Linked DNA regions of Astyanax mexicanus: region 1 is linked to region 2. Evidence: chromatin contacts called from public Hi-C data. All regions are on one chromosome and are shown on one strand. Each heading gives the region's core, a stretch centred on a gene start, on an enhancer-like site or on the middle of the called end of the contact. The rest is flanking DNA. Distances are from core to core; before and after follow the strand shown.

What was found. Hi-C and Micro-C count contacts between places; a contact is called where the count stands out from the background.
Region 1: a Hi-C map of muscle shows a contact between it and region 2, with 15 times the contacts expected there. The contact joins the enhancer-like site here to the promoter of phlpp1 in region 2. A contact is called at or near these places in 2 of 3 Hi-C or Micro-C datasets (both in muscle).

The regions. Positions count from the first base shown.
Region 1 is chr8:8,522,991-8,530,540 of AstMex3_surface, forward strand. The region is part of intron 1 of phlpp1 (PH domain and leucine rich repeat protein phosphatase 1); the gene reads left to right. The region is part of intron 1 of LOC125803805 (a long non-coding RNA gene); the gene reads right to left. Among protein-coding and RNA genes, the nearest start is that of LOC125803805, 37 kb to the right of the region's middle. Within about 2 kb of position 2,176, the one cell type or tissue checked has an H3K27ac peak away from gene starts, as active enhancers do.
Region 2 is chr8:8,448,906-8,455,577 of AstMex3_surface, forward strand. It overlaps phlpp1 (PH domain and leucine rich repeat protein phosphatase 1), which reads left to right and starts at 2,946. Exons shown (of 17, transcript XM_022678175.2): 1 at 2,946-4,807. The coding sequence starts at 3,235. All of the region lies in intron 1 of LOC125803805 (a long non-coding RNA gene), which reads right to left.

The DNA of each region.
Region 1 (7,550 bases), core at 926-3,425, 73 kb after region 2:
CAGTTTAAAATAATTCTAACTGAATTTAGATTCACTAGGTGAAAAGTGGCAAACTGTTAACCTAAAATAGCCTCCTTTAAATTAATATCCAGCAAAACCAGAGTAGAGCTATAAAACAGACTGATTTCAAAACCCCAGAACTGTTACATCACAGTCTTGACCCTAAAATAAAATGCAGCTGCTACTATGGAGACATATGGAAGCAAAGCTAAGAAGGCTATGAGCTAACTCTAACCAATGATTTGCTCCAAAACGGGAACTACTAGTATGTCTAGTATGTCTTATTTCTAATCCTGTCCCAGTCCTGCTCCACAGACAGACTTCGAAAGTCTTTTGTCCCTCAGGCCATAAGACTTTTCAACTCATCTCAGCACAGCAAACTGAAGACTCTGTGACACCTTTTCTTTCCAGCAATTCTGGCCACACCATGGACATACCCCCATCTATGGTCCCACTATCTTGCTGATGCCCATAACACTATTCTTATAGTTCTACCCTATTTTGCACTAGTAGTTCATTCACTAGTTCATTCATCTACTGTTTACGTATCATATCTATCTATCTATCTATCTATCTATCTATCTATCTATCTATCTATCTATCTATCTATCTATCTATCTATCTATCTATCTATCTGTCTATCTATCTATCTATCTAATCCTTACAGTGCTAGGCTAAGCTAAGCTAGGCTAGGCTATGCTAATTTTAAACCTTTTTCCCATGATCCCTCGTGAGTGAGAGATGAAGTAACAGGGTGGTAAATAGTCGTGTTAAACAGCGTTTGAGACTGTTTGCACTGGAATGTGCAGTATCACATATCAGATCTCCCACAGCAGCAGAGTTTGACATGTTTAAACACTTCCCAGCAGAAAAATAAATCAGAGGGGGCGTGTCAGTAGTGTGAAACCAAGTCACAGCTATTATGAAGAAGAAGATGAGGAAAAAAAAGTAGTACAGTAAAAATGACAGTGTAAAAGTATAAGGAGCAGTTTGGACACACCTTTTCCCATTTAATGTGTGTTTTCTTCTTCTTTTTATGACATTTTTCATTGCATTTTTTTATATTGAAGACTATATTAAAGTTATACAGGAGCACATGCTGAATTATTCTTTAAAAAAAAGAGTTAAACAAAATCAGAATCTGTTTTATACTTTAGAGACTTTAGATTAGGATCATGTTTATCTTTAAGGACAGATCTGAACACTCTTGGTTTTAATTTTAATCTCAGTGTCTTCATGAGGGAGAATCACCTGGAATAGTTTTCTCAGCGTCTTGAAGGAAGGAGTTCCTGGAGGTGCTGAGCAATAGCTGCTGCTTTTTCTTCACACTGTGAAGCTCCAGCTCATCCCAATTAAATCACCTCAAATCACCATCTCAGTTCATCAGGCTTTCCGTAGACTGTTCACAGCTTTAAAGTATATATATATTTAAAAAAAAAACAGGTTAAACAAGATAATATATCTATTAAAATTAATAAAAAATAAACAAAACCAAAAGATTTTAAAAGTAGAGTGTTCAGTGCCGACTAACTTTACAACAATAAATACATCAGCAAGTATCTGTTTCAAATATCGACGATGCCTACGATTCTAAAAAAAAAAAGAAAAAAAAAAAGAATTATCTGTCGATAATGTGCATCCCAAATCATCACACATCCCTACTGTATCTTCAATCTCGCTTTAAACCAGGTCACAGATTGTGAGTATATAAACATACTAGTGCATCTCAACACATTTAAATATTATTGAAAAGTTACTTTATTTTAGTAGTTCAGTTATGAGTAAAAATCTCATATATTATATAGATGTATTACACACAGAGTCATCTATTTTGTTTAAGTGTTTATTTATTTTATTGTTAATGATTATGGCTTACAGCCAATAAAAACCCAAAAAAATAGTTGTTTCAGTAAATTAGAATATTATATAAGACCAATTGATATTTTTGGCAGTGTGGGCAGTGTGCCAAGTCCTGCTAGAAAATGAAATCTGCGTCTACATAAACGTTGCCAGCAGAGGGAAGCATGAAGTGCTGTAAAATCTGTGATGGTCAGTGAGTTGTGTGTGATCTGGATCTGGATCTGGATCTGGATCTGGAGCGGCTGTGGTCCGGCCCGGCTCTCCTCTCAGACACTGATCATCCAGCGCTGGAGCTCCACACTGATCTCTGAGACCTCTAGTGGCGACTGGGGGGAATGCAGTGTAGCTGCTGGAGTGTGTGTGTGTGTGTGTGTGTGTGTGTGTGGGTCCTTCTTCTTAACAGTTTATTTATCTGCTTTAAGCTGCACTCATTACTGATTGTCTAGAATATACAGTAACTCTATAGAGCAGATAGACATGAACCTGCTGACAAGTAGGGGGATATCAGGTGTCCCAATACTTTTGTCCGTGTATTATGTGTTCACTGCAGCTGTACACAGAGGTTTATATGAGTTTGGTTAGCTTGCTGCAGGTGTGGTGTGTGTGTGTGTGTTGGATCCAGTAGATTAGTGTGCAGTGTGATAAAGGAACGTCTGGCATCTTCTCTGTGTGTGTGTGAGTGTACTGAAACTCTGAGTTCAGAGGAGTCTCATAACTCAACACCTGCACATGGCAGTGTGTGTGTGTGTGTGTGTGTGTGTGTGTGGTGAAATAGAAAAGGAGTGTGCAGATATATATCTCAGAGTGTGTGTGGTGTGTGTTTGACCAGGCTCATGTTCTTTCTGAGTTTCTCTGTCTGTCTGTCTGTCTGATTGTCTGTCTGTCCGTCTGAGTACTGGTGAGAGTGTGAGTTAGATGGGTGCATATGCATCTAAAATGTGTGTGTGTGTGTGTGTGTGTGTTTAAGATACCGTCTGTCTGTCTGTCTAAGTGGGAAAGTATTGGGGACTTGGTGTGTGTGTGTGTGTCCAGTGAATTTGAACTGGTGTGTGTAGATATGTATCTCCAAGTCTGTCTGTCTCTCTGTCTGTCTGATTGTCTGTCTGTCTGTCTGATTGTCTGTCTGTCTGAGTACTGGTGAGAGTGTGAGTTAGATGGGTGCATATAAATCTAAAATGTGTGTGTGTGTTTAAGATACTGTCTGTCTGTCTGTCTAAGTGTGAAAGTATTGGGGACTTGGTGTGTGTGTGTGTTTGTTTAAGTGTGTTCAGTGAATTTGAACTGTCTGTCTGTCTGTCTCTGTCTGTCTGTCTTTGTGGGATATCGGGGAGCTTGTGTGCGTGCATGTGTGTTCAGTGAATTTGAACTGTCTGTCTGTCTGTCTGTCTGTCTCTGTCTGTGTGGGATATTGGGGAGTTTGTGTGCGTGCGTGTGTGTTCAGTGAATTTGAACTGTCTGTCTGTCTCTGTCTGTCTGTCTGTGTGGAATATTGGGGAGTTTGTGTGCGTGCGTGCGTGTTCAGTGAATTTGAACTGTCTGTCTGTCTCTGTCTGTCTGTCTGTGTGGAATATTGGGGAGCTTGTGTGTGTGCGTGTGTGTTCAGTGAATTTGAACTTGCGAATTTGCAGATACGTCTGTCTGTCTGTCTGTGTGGGATATTGGGGAGTTTGTGTGCGGGCGTGTGTGTGTGTTCAGTGAATTTGAACCGGTGTGTGCAGATACGTCTGTCTGCCTGTGTGTGTGTGAGAGAGAGAGAGCATTGGGGAGTTAGTGTGTGTGCGTTGAGTAAATCTGAACAGGTGTGTGTGTGTGTGTGTGTGCAGATATGAGTGTGTGGTGTGTGTCAGGTCTGTGTAAAAACATTTAAAGTTTTTATATTTTTTGTTTACAATTAAGAAAAATGTTTCTAAAAGAGTATTGTTTGGGTATCTGTACCGAATTCAAAGTATCGAATTGATAACGATTTTTTTTTTTATGATAAAAAAGGGCTAAACATCCCTATAAATAGAACTTTTGACATCATTATTTAACAGTGTTTCAGTTGAATGACAATTTTGGACTTTTATTTTTTTAAATACATAAACTGGCAGCTTTATATTATAATAAACTGTTGTAGATGATTTACCAGCCATTGTACAGATATGTGTCTGTGTCTGTCTGAATATGACATTATTGGGTGCATATGGATGTAAGGGTTGTGTGTTTGCACGCAGCAACAGGTTGTGTGTGTGTGTGTGTGTGTGCATGTGAGCCAGGCCTGCGTGCCAGAGCGTCAGTTTGACATTCATCAGACAATTAATTATGGCCGCATCTCGCCTGCTGATAGGACGACTGCCCTGCGCCGGGGAACGGGGCGACAGATTGAAGGCCGGGGGGAGCTGAGGGGTGGAGGATGGGTGGAGGGGGGGGGTGCTGGACGTGTTCCTGGAGGCGGTGTGGAGAGGCTGGCAGCTACACACACTTTACCATGAGGTGCCGTTTAGGAAAAGATTAGTATGTGCTTAGATTTAGACTGTGCTGATTTAAAAAAAAAAAAAAAAAAAAAAATATATATATATATATATATATATATATATATATATATATATATATATATATATATATACTGTATATCTGTTTGTCTGCGTGTTTAATATATACCTGCCTAGCTGTTCATCTGCTTACCTTTCCACCTGGTAGATGGACTTTCTAACACATTGTGATAATCTAATTCTCATATACTGGTACGAGTGAGTGGATCAGATGCAGCAGCAGTGCTGCTGGAGTTCTTAAACACTGTGTTTAATCATCACTCACTGTTCTCCACTCTATTACACACTCTCACTAGTGCTGGGCAATTTTTATGATTAATTCACAGTTTTACATTTTTACAGATTTTATCTTTTTAATCTAAAATATCCAAAAACGCTCCTCATTTCTGAAGTGTTTATCCGTCTTACCCTGGTTAACAGAGGCTGCCACAGACTAAAAAGCAAATATTTAGCTAGAAATTAATCCAACCATTTCTAAAAACTGATGGATCCGTGATTAATTGTGAAAAACAATAATAATCTCTCCTTCATAGTTTCTTTTGTGACCTGTTTAGTGCGTTATTTCTCAGTGCGTGATATAAGTTAACTCAACCCAAAGCGTCTTAACACCATTTTTTTTTTACAGGTAAATCTAGTTTTAAATAATTTCTTCATCTGTAGCTGGATTTTTAGTAGGAGGAAAAATAATTAATTATGATCAAAAATCTGATTTTTTGTGAAATAATCAAATAATCTTATTTTTTAGGCCATAATCACCCATTACTAACTCCCACCTATTCTGCTCCACTCTGTAGATAAAGTAAAGTCAGAAGCGACTGAAGCTCTGAAACTTTTGCTGCATGGTTTACGCCGGTCATAATGATATGCTTGGATCTTGTATGTGTGTATACTCGTTGAAAGATTTTGACTATTTGCTGACACACACACACACACTGGAAGTCTGGTTTGTAGTCTAGGGGCATTGAGTACACACACACACACATTGCTGTAAGCAGGAGAACATCTGGATAGTTCCTAAAGAGGGTGTTTAGTGGATTAGCTGCAGACTAATTGAAGATTAAGTCCTTCACCAAGTGTGAAAGTGCGGTTTCCACAGAGACCAGAGCCCTCCTCCCCCTCGCTCGCTTTCTCTCGCTCGCTCTCTCTCGCTCTCTCTCACACACACACACACACACTCGCAGTCCTGCAGGCCCTTGCTAAAGACCTCCCACAAGCCCCTTTTTCACACTAAGAACCCGAGACACTACAGAGATACATTTTTACTGGTAATTAGTGTATCTTCTTATTTTTTCATGAAACGGTTTGGTGAACTTGATTAAAAAAAATAATTCATTTATTTGTAAAACTCGACATTTCACACTGCGTTCAATGTGGCACAACACGCTTACGAAGGCGCTGAAATCTCACCTTGTCGTCTTCTCAGCTTAATAACTCAAGAATGCCTCAACATATCAGCATCAAAATGATATAGAGTGGTTCTTCTTCTTCTTCTTCTTCTTCTTCTTCGATTCTCTTTCAGTGCTAAAATGTTAGTCCTTATCGGATTTCCTACCAACACCTTAGCAACACCCTAGCAACCACCTAGCAACCATATTTCAACACCAGCAACCACCAGGTATACCATAGCAACACCTTGGCAACCGCCTTGCAACCACTTAGGAACACCGTAGAAACTACTACAGATACCATAGCAAAACCTTGGCAAACACCTAGCAACACCTTGGCAACCACTAAGCAACACCGTAGAAACCACTACAGATACCATAGCAAAACCTTAGCAACCACCTAGCAACTCCTTAGCTGCAACACCGTAGAAACCACTACAGATACCATAGCAAAACCTTAGAAACCACCTTTCAACCACTTATCAACACCGTAGAAACCACTTAGGAACACCGTAGAAACCACTACAGATACCATAGCAAAACCTTAGCAACCACCAAGCAACACCTTAGCTGCAACACCTAGCAACCACTTAGCAACACTGTAGCAACCACTACAGATACCATAGCAAAACCTTGGGAACCACCTAGCAACTCCTTAGCAACCACCTAGCGGCAGCTTAGCAACCAGCTAACTCGCAGTTTCAGCAGGAACTGCAGTCTTGTTACGTTTGAGCTTTATAAATGTGCAGATACCCTAGAAATGTCTTTAAAAAAGAAATATGTTTTATCTAATTACTCAATTAATCAAATGAACTTTCTGTAGAATACTCAATTACTAAACTATTCAATAGCTGCAGCCCTACTTTAAACACACACACACACACACACACTCTCAGGTCCTGGTTTCTCCTGTGTCCTCTAGTGCCTCAGATAGCTGCTGATACAGTACGAGCTCCCGCAGTGTGTGCAGCAGGTTCCTCACATCACTCCAGCCATCACTGATTGGTGGAAACTAGACCTCAAGCAGTTTGGACTGTGTGTCTCTCCACTCTTCCTCCAGATTCTGCTCCCTTGATTTACAAATGAAATGTAAAATTAACTGATGATCAGTGATGGTTTGGAGAGTCATGTCTGTCATCTGCTGGTGTTGATCCACTGTGTTTTATTATCAAGTCTAAAGTCAGTGCAGTTTTGTTTTCCCACAAAATCTTACAGCACTTCATGCTTCCCTCTGCTACTGACAACTTTTATGAAGATGTGGATTTTATTTTCCAGCAGGACTTGGCACATTGACCACACTGCCAAAAGTACCAATTGGCTTTATATAATATTCTAATTTTCTGAGACACTGATTTTTGGGTTTTGATTGGCTGTAAGCCAAAATCATCAACAATAAAAGAAATTAACACTTAAAATAGATCACTCTTTGTGTAATTGGTTGATATATGGACTGATTACAGTCAAAATCTCCCTATATCAATGTTCCAGTGTGTAAAGTAAAGCCTTCCCTGACAAGTATAGGTTATAACTGCAGTAAAGTAGGCATTAGCTCCCATTAAATACTCTTGATTTGAGAAGAAATGCAGGATAAACCACTAGTGAGATAGTGTGTAATAGTGATGACATAGATAGTAGAAGACATAGAAGTCAGGCATTAGTATTTGAACTGACAGCCATGCCCCCAGTTGAACACACACACACACACACACACACACACACACACACAGATACGATGCCCAAAACAGTGAAGCTATTTAAAGGCCTGATCTACAGC
Region 2 (6,672 bases), core at 1,696-4,195:
GACCAATTAATACTTTTTGCAGTGTGGGCAGTGTGCCAAGTCCTGCTGGAAAATGAAATCCGCATCTCCATAAAAGTTGTCAGTAGCAAAGGGAAGCATGAAGTGCTGTAAGATTTTGTGGGAAAACAAAACTGCACTGACTTTAGACTTGATAATAAAACACAGTGGATCAACACCAGCAGATGACATGGCTTTCCAAACATACACAAATAAGAGACCACTTAATGATGATGTTTTTTTTTTTTTATTTTACCAAATTGAAAACCTCTGGAATATAATCAAGAGGAAGATGGATGATCACAAGCCATCAAACTATTAAATGAACTGCTTGAATTTTTGCACCAGGAGTAAAGGCATAAAGTTATCAAAAAGCAGTGTGTAAGACTGGTGGAGGAGAACATGATGCCAAGATGCATGAAAACTGTGATTAAAAACCAGGGTTATTCCACCAAATATTGGATCTTGTTATTTTAGCCATTTCTAAAATAGAGCCAAATAAATGCTCTAAATGATAAATGCTCTTCACAATTGGATTTTCAAGAAAAAATATAAAATTAATCTTTTCTTTATTTTCTGAGCTTTTAATTTTGCCTTTTGCAAGAATTAAAGACATGTATTTGTTACAAGATGAAAATCGAGAGAAGATTTTTTTCTTGAAACTTTGTTTTCCAAAGGCTGAAATAAAAAAAAAACTATATAATTGAAAAATTGGATGAAAACCCATTTCTTTTTTACTCTACAGAATGGAAAATATATATATTATATATTTTTTGCTTATAGTTTTATACCAATTTTTCTATTTTCGAATTTAGCTTGACACAGTCAGAAAATAAACTGCTAAACGTTACACTGACCCATCATGCCTAGAACTTACCTTACAAACTCTTCACCTGTACAAACCCTTGATTTCAGTAGAAACAGTAGTGTTCTCTGTTGAGCTCTAGATGGCGCTCTTTACCTCTTAGTGAGGTCTAAACTTTACTCTACAAGATGGCGAATCTATTTTTAGCCGCTACACTCCAAATATCCTCCTTTACAGATATTTAAACAGATAAAACACACTGTATAATACTAATAAAACAACTTTATATTATTTTTAAATTAAATAAACTAAAATATACAAAAATTCAACCCTCGTAACCATAATTTTTACATGATTATCGATTTAAAAAATATAGACGAAAACTATTTTATGCTGTATTTATCACTCACACTGCTTTATATCGCTATAAAAAGCGTTAAATCGTTTTAAAAAAAACGATTTAAACCCCAAAAACTATCAACACCAGACAGCTACGCACATCCCGCCTAATGAAATGGACGGTCTCGCGCTGTCGCTGTCCCTGCGCAGTGCATCATGGGAAATGTAGTTTAAATAAGCGCACGCTTCCTAAGAAGTGTTAGCGCGCTTGCTCTAAAGAAAACTACATTTCCCATCAGCAAAATGAAAAGTGTGCAGCTCGCGCCGTTACGGAGTTCCCTCATGAATATGCAAAGCTACGTGTTTGCGTCAGAGCGTCGGATGTTTGCGTGGACGCGTCTAATCCGCGTCTCCGTGCACTAGTGAGGATCCATATATAGTGTGTAACTAGTGTTTAGTGCTCTAGCAGCGGCTTAAACACAAACATACACAGTTTTATGGCAATTAATCGAGTTTTTGGGGCTTTTATCATCGTTTTATGTAATTGAATGTTTGAATTAGCTAGATACTGTTTAAAAAGAAAAGGTTAAATATTTTTATTTAAGTATTTTAATAAACTATTTAATATTATTGATAAACATTAAGGATACATTTTTCTTTTTTTCCCTTGACTTTTTTTTTTTTTACATACAAGCCAGTTGTGCATATTAATTGTGTTAATCATTTTTAAACACAAATTATATATTATAAAAATAATAATGCAGAGCAAATCAAATACGTATTTAAATATTTAGAGACATGTATAGCCTACATATGTTATATACACAATATATGCATAACATATACATACATTACTTTTTGTTTATCACATTATGACAATGTCTAATATCCTTTAAAAGGTTTTTAAAAAGATGTAGAGCTAGAAAATATTTGAATGTAGTCAATTATTTGTCAGTCATACTAATATACTTAATATACTCATACTAATATAATTATTTTGATGACATAATAACAATAAAGCACATCTTAGGCTTTATTTTTGAGTTTCTTAATGTTTTTTATGTTTCTGAAATCATAACAATATTCTTATTTAACAATATTATTTATTTTTATATATCTTTATATTGTCTTCCAATACATAAAACACCCAATATTTACAGGTAGTAATCTACCCAAATTACTATTACCCAATTTTTTTATGTTTTTTTTTTATTTACAAAAGTAAACAATACATCTTACAAATAAGTCTTATTTTGATATGTATTTATTTGAGAATACTAATGTACATTTCTGAAATAATTTATTTATATACTTTGTAACAATATTATGTCTCTTTTTTGTCTTTCAATACATAAAAAACATTGTAAATGTATTGTAAAGCATTTACTTAATAGAATCGTTATTCTAATAATAGTAGGCTATGTTTAATTTATTTCACTATTACTACTATATTCACTACTTTAATAATAAATCTTATAAAATAAGTCTTATTTTATTTGCATTTATTTTAGCCTAAATTACTAATGCACATGACTATAATCATATATTTATATTATTGTTTATTACAATATTATTTATTATTTTTATGTTTTTTGTGATATGAATAGAAAAAAATAGCTTTATTAGATAATAAATGTTTTTAAATAATCTATCAGGTTAAAACAGTTAAAGTTTGGTTTAAGTGTCTTAAAAAAAACATAGTAGCGCCCTAAGTAGTGTGTTTCCGGTTAGCGTAGTGCGCTAGGCGCGAGTGTGCGCGGATTGGGACGCGCCCCGCTCTCTCCCTGGATGGAGAGTGTACTCTGTGGAGCGGCTCCGCCCCTCCGGTTGATCGCGCCGCTGCCCCGTTAAGTCTCCATGATTTGACAACAGCAGAAGTAGCCGAGGCCGTTTACCGCGGCGGGGAGGGAGCCGGGACGCGGCGGGACCTGGATGTGCAGCGACCTGCCTGGCGCCGCTCAGACGGCGGACTGCTCCTCCGGACAGCAGCGGTGCGCGTCCTGTAGCTGAGCGGGAGGCGGCGCGTCTACTTGTGGCGTTGTTGTGGCCGCTGCTGCCGCCGCCGCCGCTGTTTTTCTGCACGGCTGGCGGAGATGGAAAGTGCGCGGGCAGCATTCAGGCCGGCGGAGAGCGGCTCTAACACGGGAGGTTCGTGGAAACCCAGCAGTACTGAGATCAGCAAGCTGAAGAAGCCTGGAGGCCCGTCTGGAGCTTCTGGGGTGGACGACGGTGGGGGTGGTGGCGGTGTCAGTGGTGGTGGTGGCGGCGGCATTGCAAGTGCCAGCGCCAGTAACAGTGGAAGTACCAGTATCAGTACCAGTGCCAGTGGTGTGGAACCCAAACCCGAGATCTCCCGCATGGATGCCCTGAAGGGTGGCCAGCGCTCTCCATTATCAGAGCCCAACAGAACCACCATAAAAGCTGCCAAGAATGGCCGAGTGACTCCAAGTACTGGTACAAGTACCAGTACTAGTACCAGTACCGGCTCCAGTTCAAGTTCCCTTCTGCTCAAAAGGCGGCGACTCAAGAGAAATCTGTCCGCCGCTTCTGCTTCTGCCAAGCTGAGCTCAGCTGCTGTGCCCTCATCATCCTCCTCCTCGTCTTCCTCCTCATCTTCATCCTCCTCCTCCTTGCACACGCGCAGCCTGGACAGGAAGGCCCTGCTGAGGCACCGGCAGGCCGCAGTGGTCCAGCTCCAGGCCTCTGACCGGCAGTGGGTCCGAGCTGACCTCCACAGAGGTGCCATACACGTTCACGACAGGTCGTGGGACCGCTCAAGCCCTCGGCCTGTTCTGTGCACTTTGGAGACCACGGCGGGCGAGATCGCCCAGCGCCTTGGTCAAACCACCGGTGGCAAGGTAGGGTGTGTGGTTCGCGTTATAGGAAGTGGGCGGCCTCTCGCGGAAGGCCCTGACTTGGCCCCGGCTCGGTTTGAGCACCTGAGGCCGGAAAGTGACAGACAAAATGATAGACAAAATGACAGACTCAGACTTTTCTTGTTCGAGAAGGATGAAGGAAGTGGACGTTCTGACGACTTCAGCCTTTACTCTCCTGAGGTGTCCATCTCAGCCAGCCCCTTGACGCCGAACGGGAACAGCGAGGGGTCGGTGCAGAGCTTGGGGTCACGGCTGACCGAGCATAGAGACTCTTTAAGCGACGATATGATCCTGGGCACCGATGCGTCTGTACTCAGCCCACCGTTTGAGGGCCCGGATGCTTATGGAAGCTCCTCAGACGAGCTGGAGCTTGATGGCCCTGTACCTGGTGATGGCCCAGGTGGCCACCAGGTGACCCAAGAGTCGTCTGTTATAACAGACGGAACAGACATGAACGGGAACAGGCTGGAGCCTCTGAGCCCGGCACCTGTCACACCTGGCTCTAATCCGGGCTCTCCGGGTCACTCCCAGCACCTTTGTTTGCAGCCCGAGGCTCCGGAGAACCAGGAGGCCCAGGAGAACCAGGAGACCCAGGAGGCTGAGGGTCACGACACCTCGCCGGCGCTCTACGTGCAGCTTCATGGCGAGGCAGCCCGGCGTCTGGCACGAGATGAGAGGCCTCTGCAGATCCAGAACGACTTCCTCTTCAAACTGGGATTTAAGGACCCATGGAGGGTGCAGGAAGAGGGCATGAATACAGAGCTGGGATCACTGCTTCGCTTCTATGCAGGTAAAGAAAGCTGGAGGTCACTTTTGCTTTTAAATGTGAAAAGAAGTGCTTTTCTTGGGGGTCCCTGAGGATGAGGACGAATTAGGAGTAACCTGCTACTATACCTGAGCCTAGATAACAAGTGGGCCACTCAGAAATGTTTTTATACATGCAGGTCTTTGAAAAAGCAGGTAGTGGTGAAGCAAGGTGACTGTACTGGACTTTTGGTGCAGCCTTGAAGATGTTCCTTCACTCATCCAGGCCAGGCAGCTGGACATGACTTGACAGGAATTTACCTTGCTGTATCTGTAGTTTAACCTCAGTTTAACCTCAGTTCATCTTAATCAGGGGAAGCACCTTGGATCTGTGATGAAACAACGTCTTCCTGTTGCACCAGAAGTTCAGTGGGCATCTCAGTGAGAGTCTGTGTATGTAGGGCATTGGTGGTTGTTGTTAATGTGCTGATTGTGCTAGGGTCGCTTCAGGACCTCTATTCTGGCAGCCTGTACTGTAAACCACCTGCACTGCACATCCGATTCACCTCCACAACGACTTAAAGGGGAATTTCATCCATTATTCAGACTTTCTCCCTAATTAAAGCTTTACGATGTAAACAAACTCATCCTGAGCGCTTTAGTGTCAAACTCTCTGTTCTGGAGAAACTGGGAGATTTAGAATTGTGTAGAGTCAGACGAATCAGACGAATAAGAAACTGTGAAAATTATGTCTGATGCTTAAAATATTGTTTTAAAGTAGAATGTTATCATATTTTAACCTATATATGTGATTTATTATATTTTTTTAGTTAACTGTTTTTGTTTGGATGATATATTGTAATATACAACACTATTGTACTTTTACAAACTAATAATTTATTCCTCTAATTCAATAACATAGTAGCATAATAAGGGGAGTCCTTATTAATTGAGAATATTGAAACATTGGAATCACAATATGAGCAATATGAATTAATATCCTACACAAACAAAGCTTAAATCAAATGTAAGGAAACATACCAATCTTCTTTTTATATTAAGTATATTATGATGAATACAATATTAGAACAAGATGATAAATATGTATGATGGTATTAAGTATTGATCAGTGTTAATTCCACTGACTTTTTTATTTATGTATTTATGTATTTATTTATTTATTTATTTATTTATTTTCATTTGTATCTTTATTATTGACATGATTTGAATACATGTAAACACGTAAGTCCTTTAAAATATATTTATTTACAGGCATCTTCATCCTTTACAACTCTTAAAAAAAAAAAAAAAAAAAAAAAAAAAATATATATATATATATATATTTTTTAATTGAATGAATTTCCATCACTAGTGTTATTTAATATTTTTTGTTATATTATTACCTATTTCTCTAGCCAAAACACTGACTTTATATATTTATTTTGTTAATATCAAATAAATAAATAAACTAGGAATATAATAAAACTAAGTAAGTAATAAATAAAAAGTGGAATTCCCTTTTAAATATTATACGCCATTTAGCTGATGATCTTATCCAGAACATCTTACAAGGTTATTCCTATTAAACAGTTCTTGCCCAAGGACTGTTTGAACCCTCGTCTCCCACACAGTGCGGTATCTCACTGGCAGGTAGTGGTGTTATCCACTACACCACACACACCACACATCTGATAGTGCTTCACAGGTGCAAAAACAGAAATACGACAACAGAAATCCCCATTAAACTCCAGTACAGGTGGTTTACAGGGCTGTAGTATTAAATTCTGGAGTAATTTGTGTTAAATAAGGAGTCTGTGAATAGCTGTGTATCTGCTGCTGTGTTTATGAAGAGTTTCAGGCCAGAGACGGTCAGGGACAGGGACAGCAGGCGTCCCCCGTCCTGCAGGGTGT